Linked DNA regions of Macaca mulatta: region 1 is linked to region 2. The links are chromatin contacts, called in public Micro-C maps. All regions are on one chromosome and are shown on one strand. Each heading gives the region's core, a stretch centred on a gene start, on an enhancer-like site or on the middle of the called end of the contact. The rest is flanking DNA. Distances are from core to core; before and after follow the strand shown.

What was found. A called contact is a pair of places that touch in the nucleus more often than the background predicts.
Region 1: a Micro-C map of CD4 T cells shows a contact between it and region 2, with 8 times the contacts expected there. The contact joins two enhancer-like sites. A contact is called at or near these places in 4 of 14 Hi-C or Micro-C datasets (CD4 T cells, fetal cortex germinal zone, fetal cortical plate and 1 more).

The regions. Positions count from the first base shown.
Region 1 is chrX:3,432,183-3,435,468 of T2T-MMU8v2.0, reverse strand. It overlaps the pseudogene LOC720628. Among named protein-coding and RNA genes, the nearest start is that of TRNAI-GAU, 20 kb to the left of the region's middle. Within about 2 kb of position 1,783, at least 38 of the 40 cell types and tissues checked have an H3K27ac peak or open chromatin away from gene starts, as enhancers often do. A contact at or near this core is called in CD4 T cells, where this site is marked.
Region 2 is chrX:3,330,102-3,333,609 of T2T-MMU8v2.0, reverse strand. No RefSeq gene overlaps it. Among named protein-coding and RNA genes, the nearest start is that of PRKX, 40 kb to the right of the region's middle. Within about 2 kb of position 1,594, at least 22 of the 40 cell types and tissues checked have an H3K27ac peak or open chromatin away from gene starts, as enhancers often do. A contact at or near this core is called in CD4 T cells, where this site is marked.

The sequences.
Region 1 (3,286 bases), core at 534-3,033, 100 kb before region 2:
TCATTTCTACAAATAAGTTAAAATATATATATATATAGCATAGTGGCGCACACCTGTGTTCTCAGCTTTTCAGCAAGCTGAGGCCGGAAGATGACTTGAGCCCAGGAGTTTGGGGCTGCAGTGAGCTAGGATTATGCCACTGCACTCTAGCCTGGGTAGCAGAGAGACGCCATCTCTAAAAAGAGGAGGGAAAATACTGCTCCTTCTCAGACCCAAGGTAAAAAGGTTTTTGGTCTCACACTGACCAAAAAACATTGATATTTACTTAAGCAATATAAAAAGGGTCACTGTTTTAGAACAGAGGATTAAAGAGAAAGTAAAATCAGCACTGAGATAGGAGGACGGAGGACATTAACTGAGTTCCGATCCCAATGAAAAGAAGAAAAAGCTCCATCTACGTGAAATATCTACTTATCCTAGAAAAAGCCTTTTGACAGCAACATAAAATTCATACCTCTTAGTTTTTAAATTCTTATGGATGCTGTAGCAAATAACCACAATTTGGGTGACTGAAAGCAATGGAAGTTTATTCTTTTCCAGTGCTGGAGACCAGGAATCTGAGATCAAGTTGTGGGCAGGGCTGGACTCCCCCTGGAGGCTCTAGGGGAGGATCCTTCCTGCCTCTTCCAGCTCTTGGTGGTTCCAGGCATCGACGCTGTCATAGGACAAAGGGCCCTGGGTGCCGACTTCCTGGGGAGGGCCGTGCCCCGCTGCGGTTCGGGGTCCCCCGCGAGGCTACCCCTGCGCCCTGGGTCTCCCCGCGGGGGCCCTCGGAGAGGTGGAGCTTCCCCCGCAGCCCCGGCGAGTCTCCCCGACCTGCCGGATGCCTTCCCTGGAAAGCCGACGGCTCCTCTAGGAGACCGCCCTCCTTCCCCGGGTCCGACGTCACAAAACCTCCTGCGGGTCACCTCGCCTGGGGGACCTCGTGCGCCCTCCCTGGCAGCGACCGCAGGACACTGGCCTCCGTTTGCCCAGCGGCAGGTCCTAGGCGTGGAAAGTACACATTTCTCCCAGTTCGCCCGCCCCCTGCTGCTCGGAGCCCGAGAACCGCCTGCTCTCATTTCCAATCGGATAATAGGGACGCTGAGAATAACAACTAGGACCAGCACCGCGAAGGCGCTCCTCTCGTGGGTCAGAGGTCGGCGCCCCCGCTCCGCAGCACCCAGCACCCACCCAGGGACCCCCGGTGGCCTCAGGCCTCCAGTCCCGCCCCGGGCTCGTCCCGAGACCTGCGGCGCAGCTCCGCCGGCGGGGAGGGCCTGCAGGCCGCAAAGCTGCGCGAATGCCCCGCGCCCTCCGTCCACCGTCCTCAGACCAGCGGCGCCTCTCACCGGACTTCGAGGGCTGCGCGGCTCCGCGACTGCGGTTCTCGGCCCGAGCGGGAAGGCGACGGCGGCGCGGACTCCGAGCCCAGCCGAGCTGCAAGGGCCGACGGAAGGCGAGCCTGCCCCTCGGGTGCGCCCACGGCTTAGGCGGGCGCCACTGAGGGGGCGTCTAACTGCGGGCTCCGCAGCGGCGCCTCTTCGGCAAGAGCCTTCGATACACTGCGTTCAGGGCGGCTCCGGCCCCTAGGACCCAGGAGCGACTGCGGCGGACGCCAGCCGCACACCACGTTCCCGCCCATTGGCCCGCCCCGGCCGGCCGCTGTGCACGTCATGGCGTCGGAAGGAAATACGCCAATGGGGTGAAGGGGTCAAGCTGAATTTACACGCTCTGCGATGGCCCTGAGGCGAGACTAGGAGGGCGTTCCCGGTAACGATTGGACAGGACCTTTCGTAAGGGCGCCCCCGACAATAGAAGTAAGGAGGAACTGGAGTGGCTGCCTCCGTCGCAAAGTGGGCAGGTCTTGCATTGTCGGGCCTGACGATTGGTCTTTCCAATTGCCGGAAGCGACCGGCATATGGTCTGGAAACAACCTGTGGTATCGAATCCCTGAGAGCTAAAATGTCCGTTCGCGGGTCGGAGAGTCCCGTAACCGCCACTTACCCGTGGTCTGTTGCCTGCCGTTCCTGCCGTGGAGCATCTCGGTCCTCGTTCGACCTGGCCCCCGGAAAGCCCGGCTCGTGGCAGCGCTACCCTGGTGCGGCGGCGAGAGGAGGGGACCGGGGCCTCGGGGCGGGTGGCGGCCGCAGCGCGAGAGCCCTGGACCTCGCGCCCTCAGAGCCTGAGCCGCGTGAGGGAGGGCGAGCCGCAGCCCCTGCCTTGCTAGTTCTCCAACACGCGAAAAAGGTGGATGAGAACTGGTGTGGGGATAGAAGATTTGGGTAGGGTTCACTTGACACCACCCAATTTCTAAATTAGCCATATTTTCTGAGTAGTTCTACCAACAAAGGTCAAGCTGGAGCCAAGTGCTGTAATCCCAGCACTTTGGGAGGCCCAGGTGAGGGTATATTGAAGCCAAGAGTTCGAGACCAGCCTGGGCAACATAGCAAGACTGTCTCTACAAAAAGTTTGGTTTTTGGATTTTTTGAGACAGAGTGTCCCTCTGTCGCCGAGGCTGGAGTGCGGTGGCACAATCTCAGCTCACTGCAACCTCCGCCTCCCGGGTTCAAGCAGTTCTGCCTCAGCTTCCCGAGTAGCTGGGATTACAGGCGCCCTCCACCACGCCTGGTTAATTTTTGCGTATTTACCAGAGACGGGGTTTCACCATGTTGGCCAGGCTGGTCTTGAACTCCTGACCTCATGTGATCCGCCTGCCCCGGCCTCTAGAAGTGCTGGGATTACAGGCATGAGCCACCGCGCCCAGCCACAAAGTTTTAAAATGACCCTGGCATGGCGGTGCGTGGTGGTAGACCCAACTACTGGGGAGACTGAGACGGGAGGGTTGCTTGAGGCCAGGAATTTGAGACCTGCCTGGGCGTCATAAGGAGACTCCATATCTAGAAAAATATATATATATACATATATATATATATATTAGCTGGGTGTAGTGGTGTACGCCTGTGATCCCAGCCGCTCAGGAGGCTGAGGTGGAAGAATCGCTTGAGCCCAGGAGGTCAAGGCTGCAGTGAGCTATGATTGTACCACTGCACTCTTTCCTGGGCCAGAGACCCCTGTCTCCAAAAAAATAAAAGGACACAGACACGCACAGAGGGATGACCATGTGAGGACACAGGGAGGATCGCTTGAGTCTGAGAAATGGAGGCCGCACTGAGCTGTGATCATGCCACTGCACTTCCCAGGCGGAAGCGATTCTCCCGAGTAGGCAGGACCACAGGTGTGTGCCACCATTCCCGGCTAATTATTTGTAGAAATGAAGTCTTGCTATGTTTCTCAGGCTGGTTTT
Region 2 (3,508 bases), core at 345-2,844:
CAATCTGCAGGCAAAGACATCTGCTTAATTGGGTGTGAAACCCGGGCCTTGATTAAAAGCACTTTATGAGGCCGCAGCCTTGCATTTCCAAGGTCAGGCCCTAGTGGAGAGGGCGCGCGTTCCGCGGGGTGACACGAACTTTGCCTGAGTGCGCGTTCCTGGCTGGCCCTTAACCCCTCAGCCAGGCAGGGCTTGGCAGGGCCGTTTCCTGTCCTAACCAGGATCAAGGGATTGCATGGCTTGCTGGTGAAGCTTGCTTGGCAAGGCCGTGACCTGTCCTAACCAGGCTCAGGGAGTGGCGGGGCCTGCTGGTGTCGCATATGTTTTGCATTCCAGCTCAGGATTTTGCAGAGCATAGAGAGCGGGTGTCACCCCGGGGGGAAATGCCACCCACAAAATGCAGGTGGAGGCTGGGGCGAGGCTGGCAGCCAGGGGCCAGAAATACAAAGCCTGAGCCAGGTTCAGACTTCCTGACTCCCCCTCCCTGTTAGCTGCGCAAGGATGGCTCGGCCTGGTCCCCTTAAAATGTGTCCGTTCTGACTTAGAGGCTGCTTTGCCTCTCGGAAAGCCCCCCGACCAGCGGACTGAGGGACTGGAGACCCCCTCCAGTCGCAGAATCGCTGAGATCCCTCAAAACAAAGGCGTTAGAAGTTTGACCCCTTGCTGCTCAGAGTGGTCGGCGAACCGGCAGCCTGGGCCGCCCTGGTCGCGGGTCAGGGGCGCAGCGTCCAGGCCGTGCCAGGCCCGCAAGTTAAGCACCGTCTGCATTTCCCTGGGGAAAGGGGTGACCAAATGTCTAGCTGTATTTGCATTTCAAATCCACACGGATAGGGTTTTAAATATAAGTATGTCCAACTATTGCCTGAGTCACACTCAAGCCAGGAAAAAAAAAAAAAAAACTTTGCGTTTCTGAAATTGAAATGCGTCTGCACAATTCTTTATCGGGTTGTCGCCGGGGTATTTGAAACAGTGACCAATCAAGTTTCACGCGCTACATTTGGTCGGGCGATCTCTCAAATCTGTCTTTCCCTAGTTCTTTAAAGAAATGTTTATTTGGAAAGAATTCTAGATCCACAGGAAGCTGCAAAGAAACGCGCAGGGTCGAGCCCACCCTTCCCCAGCCCTTCCAAGTAGAAATCTAGAATCACCAGAGTCCTACAGCAAAACCGGGACGCTGACCTCATCCCCAAGACCCGGCAGCCCCTCTTGGGGATCCGCGCGCAGCGCGCGTCCTGAATAGCCAGGCTAATCCGAGCCCCTCTCCTCACCAAACGCCAATTTCACTTTTTATTTCTGAACTTCACTTTTGCGGAGCCACGCCCTCCCTGTCCCCGGGCCCCCTCGCCTCCCCATCTTCCGGGCTTGGGTGCAGCGACGCGGGTGTCCCGCCAGTGCGCCCCCGGGGAGGCTTCAACCTGGGTCCCACCCCAGGGGCGCCCCGGGCGCGGACGGGGCGTGGGCACCTCCCCAGAGCCGCGCCAGCCGTCGGCGGCTGGAATCATCCGCACGCCCGGGTCTCCGGCTCCTGGGCTGGGTCGCGGCGGGGGCGGAGCGCGCGAAGGCGACGCCCCCAGCCCCGCGGCCGGGTTGGGGGCGGGGAGAGGCGCGGTCACGCCCAGGCTGCTTCCGCCCGCCCCATCAGCGCGCACGCGGCTACCGAGCTGGAGGAGGCGGCGGGCGTGAGACCGGGAATGCGCAGGGCCCCCCGCCTCGCCCCCCAAACCCGGGCCGCGGCCCCCGCCTTCCCCGCAGCCGTCCGGCACTCGGTGCCCGACCCCTGAGGCCGGCGGCTGCTCCCACCCGGGGCCGTTGCTGCTTGTGCCGTGAGCGCCGCCCCGCCATTGTCCCCGTCGCTCCGTCAGCTGCGCCAGGCGGCGCACCAGGAGGCGAGGGTGCGCATGGGGAGCGTCCGTTGATGCCGCCGCCGCCGCGCCGCCCTCCGAGGCTGCGTCCCGGGAAGCCCGGCTCCCCGATCACTTCGGCCTGGCCCGGTGCCCCGGACCTGAGTGCGTCCTCATGGAGGCGCCCGGGCTGGCCGAGGCGGCCGCGGCGGAGAGCGACCCCCGCAAGGTGGCGGAGGAGACCCCCGACGGGGCGCCCGCGCTCTGCCCCAGCCCCGAGGCGCGGTCGCCGGAGCCGCCTGCCTACCGCCTGCAGGACTTTGACACGCTGGCCACCGTGGGTGAGTAAGTGCGGGCGGGGACTCGGCCCACAGGGGTGCGCGGCGCGGCCGGGACGCTGTAGTAGGACAAAGGGCCCCGGGTGCCGGCCTCCTGGGGAGGGACCTGCCCCGCTACTCCGGCTCGGAGTCCTCGCGCAGGGCTGCTCCTGCGCCCCAGGTCTCCCCTGGGGGCGCTTGGGGAGGTGGAGCGCACCCCTCAGCCCAGACAAGTCCCCCCGACCGGCCGGGTGCCTTCCCTGAAATGCCGACGGCTCCTCTCGGAGACCACCCTCCACCCCCAGCACACACAGCACTCTGGGGCCTGGGCCGTCCGACGTCACAAACCTCCTGCGGGTCACCTCGCCTGGGGGACCTCGTGCCCCCTCCCTGGCAGCGACCCCAGGGACACGGGGGCGGGATCCGAAGGCCCCTGCGGGCCTCCCCCAGGCCAGCCTCCCCGTGTGCCCAGCGGCAGGGAATGTACAGATTTCTCCAGGGGCTGCAGGAGCAGCTGGGCTTTGAGGGACAGGTGTCCCGTGGCGTTGTGGGGACGAGGACGGCAGCGCTGGGGACGGATCCTAACATGTCCTGACACCTGCTTTTCGTCTTGTGCGTCTGAAATGGGCAATTCTTGTATCGGACGCTTTATCCGTTTCCTTTGTCCTCTGTCTTTGAACTTAACCCCGAATGGGCAGCTTGACAGGTTTCGAGTTCTCCGTGCGCTGGGATCCGGACACGCGCTGGCTTATAGGGCAGCCCTGAGTGGGTCGGAATATCCCAACCGGACATGGGCGCTGGATTTAAACAGTTGTCACCGGCCCGCCTGTGCCTCTTAGGGACTCTGTGTGGCTAAGTGGGGTGTTGGTTGTCAAGAAAATAAACGGGAGAACAGAGGGGGTGTCCTGGGTGTGTTGGTGAGGCGGGGGCTCTCAGGCCCTCTAACTTCTGTTTGTCCTCTCATTTTGGAAAGGAGGAAGCTGCGCTGGGAAGCCCAAGGGCTCAAGGCCACAGCTTATGGCTTAGGAAGACCAGAGGGCATAGCCAGGGAGCCTTCAAAACCGCTGAGGAAGAGGGGACTTAGCTGCCTTCAGTGACCTCTTTGCCACTTAGACTTTGAGGAAGGGCCCACGAGGAAAGCCTGAATTTGGAGGGGCAGAGTGGGAGGAGGCACTCTTTTTTTCTCCTTTCCCTCCCTCCCTCCCTTCTCTCTATCTCATTTTCTCTCTGCCTCCTTCTGCCTCTGTTCCTGTCTCTCTGCATTTCTCCTCCTCTGTCTCTTGGTGTCTGTCTCCCTGTCCCCTTCCTGTCTTGCTTTCTCTGTCTCCCTCCCTCCTCTCTCTCTGCCTT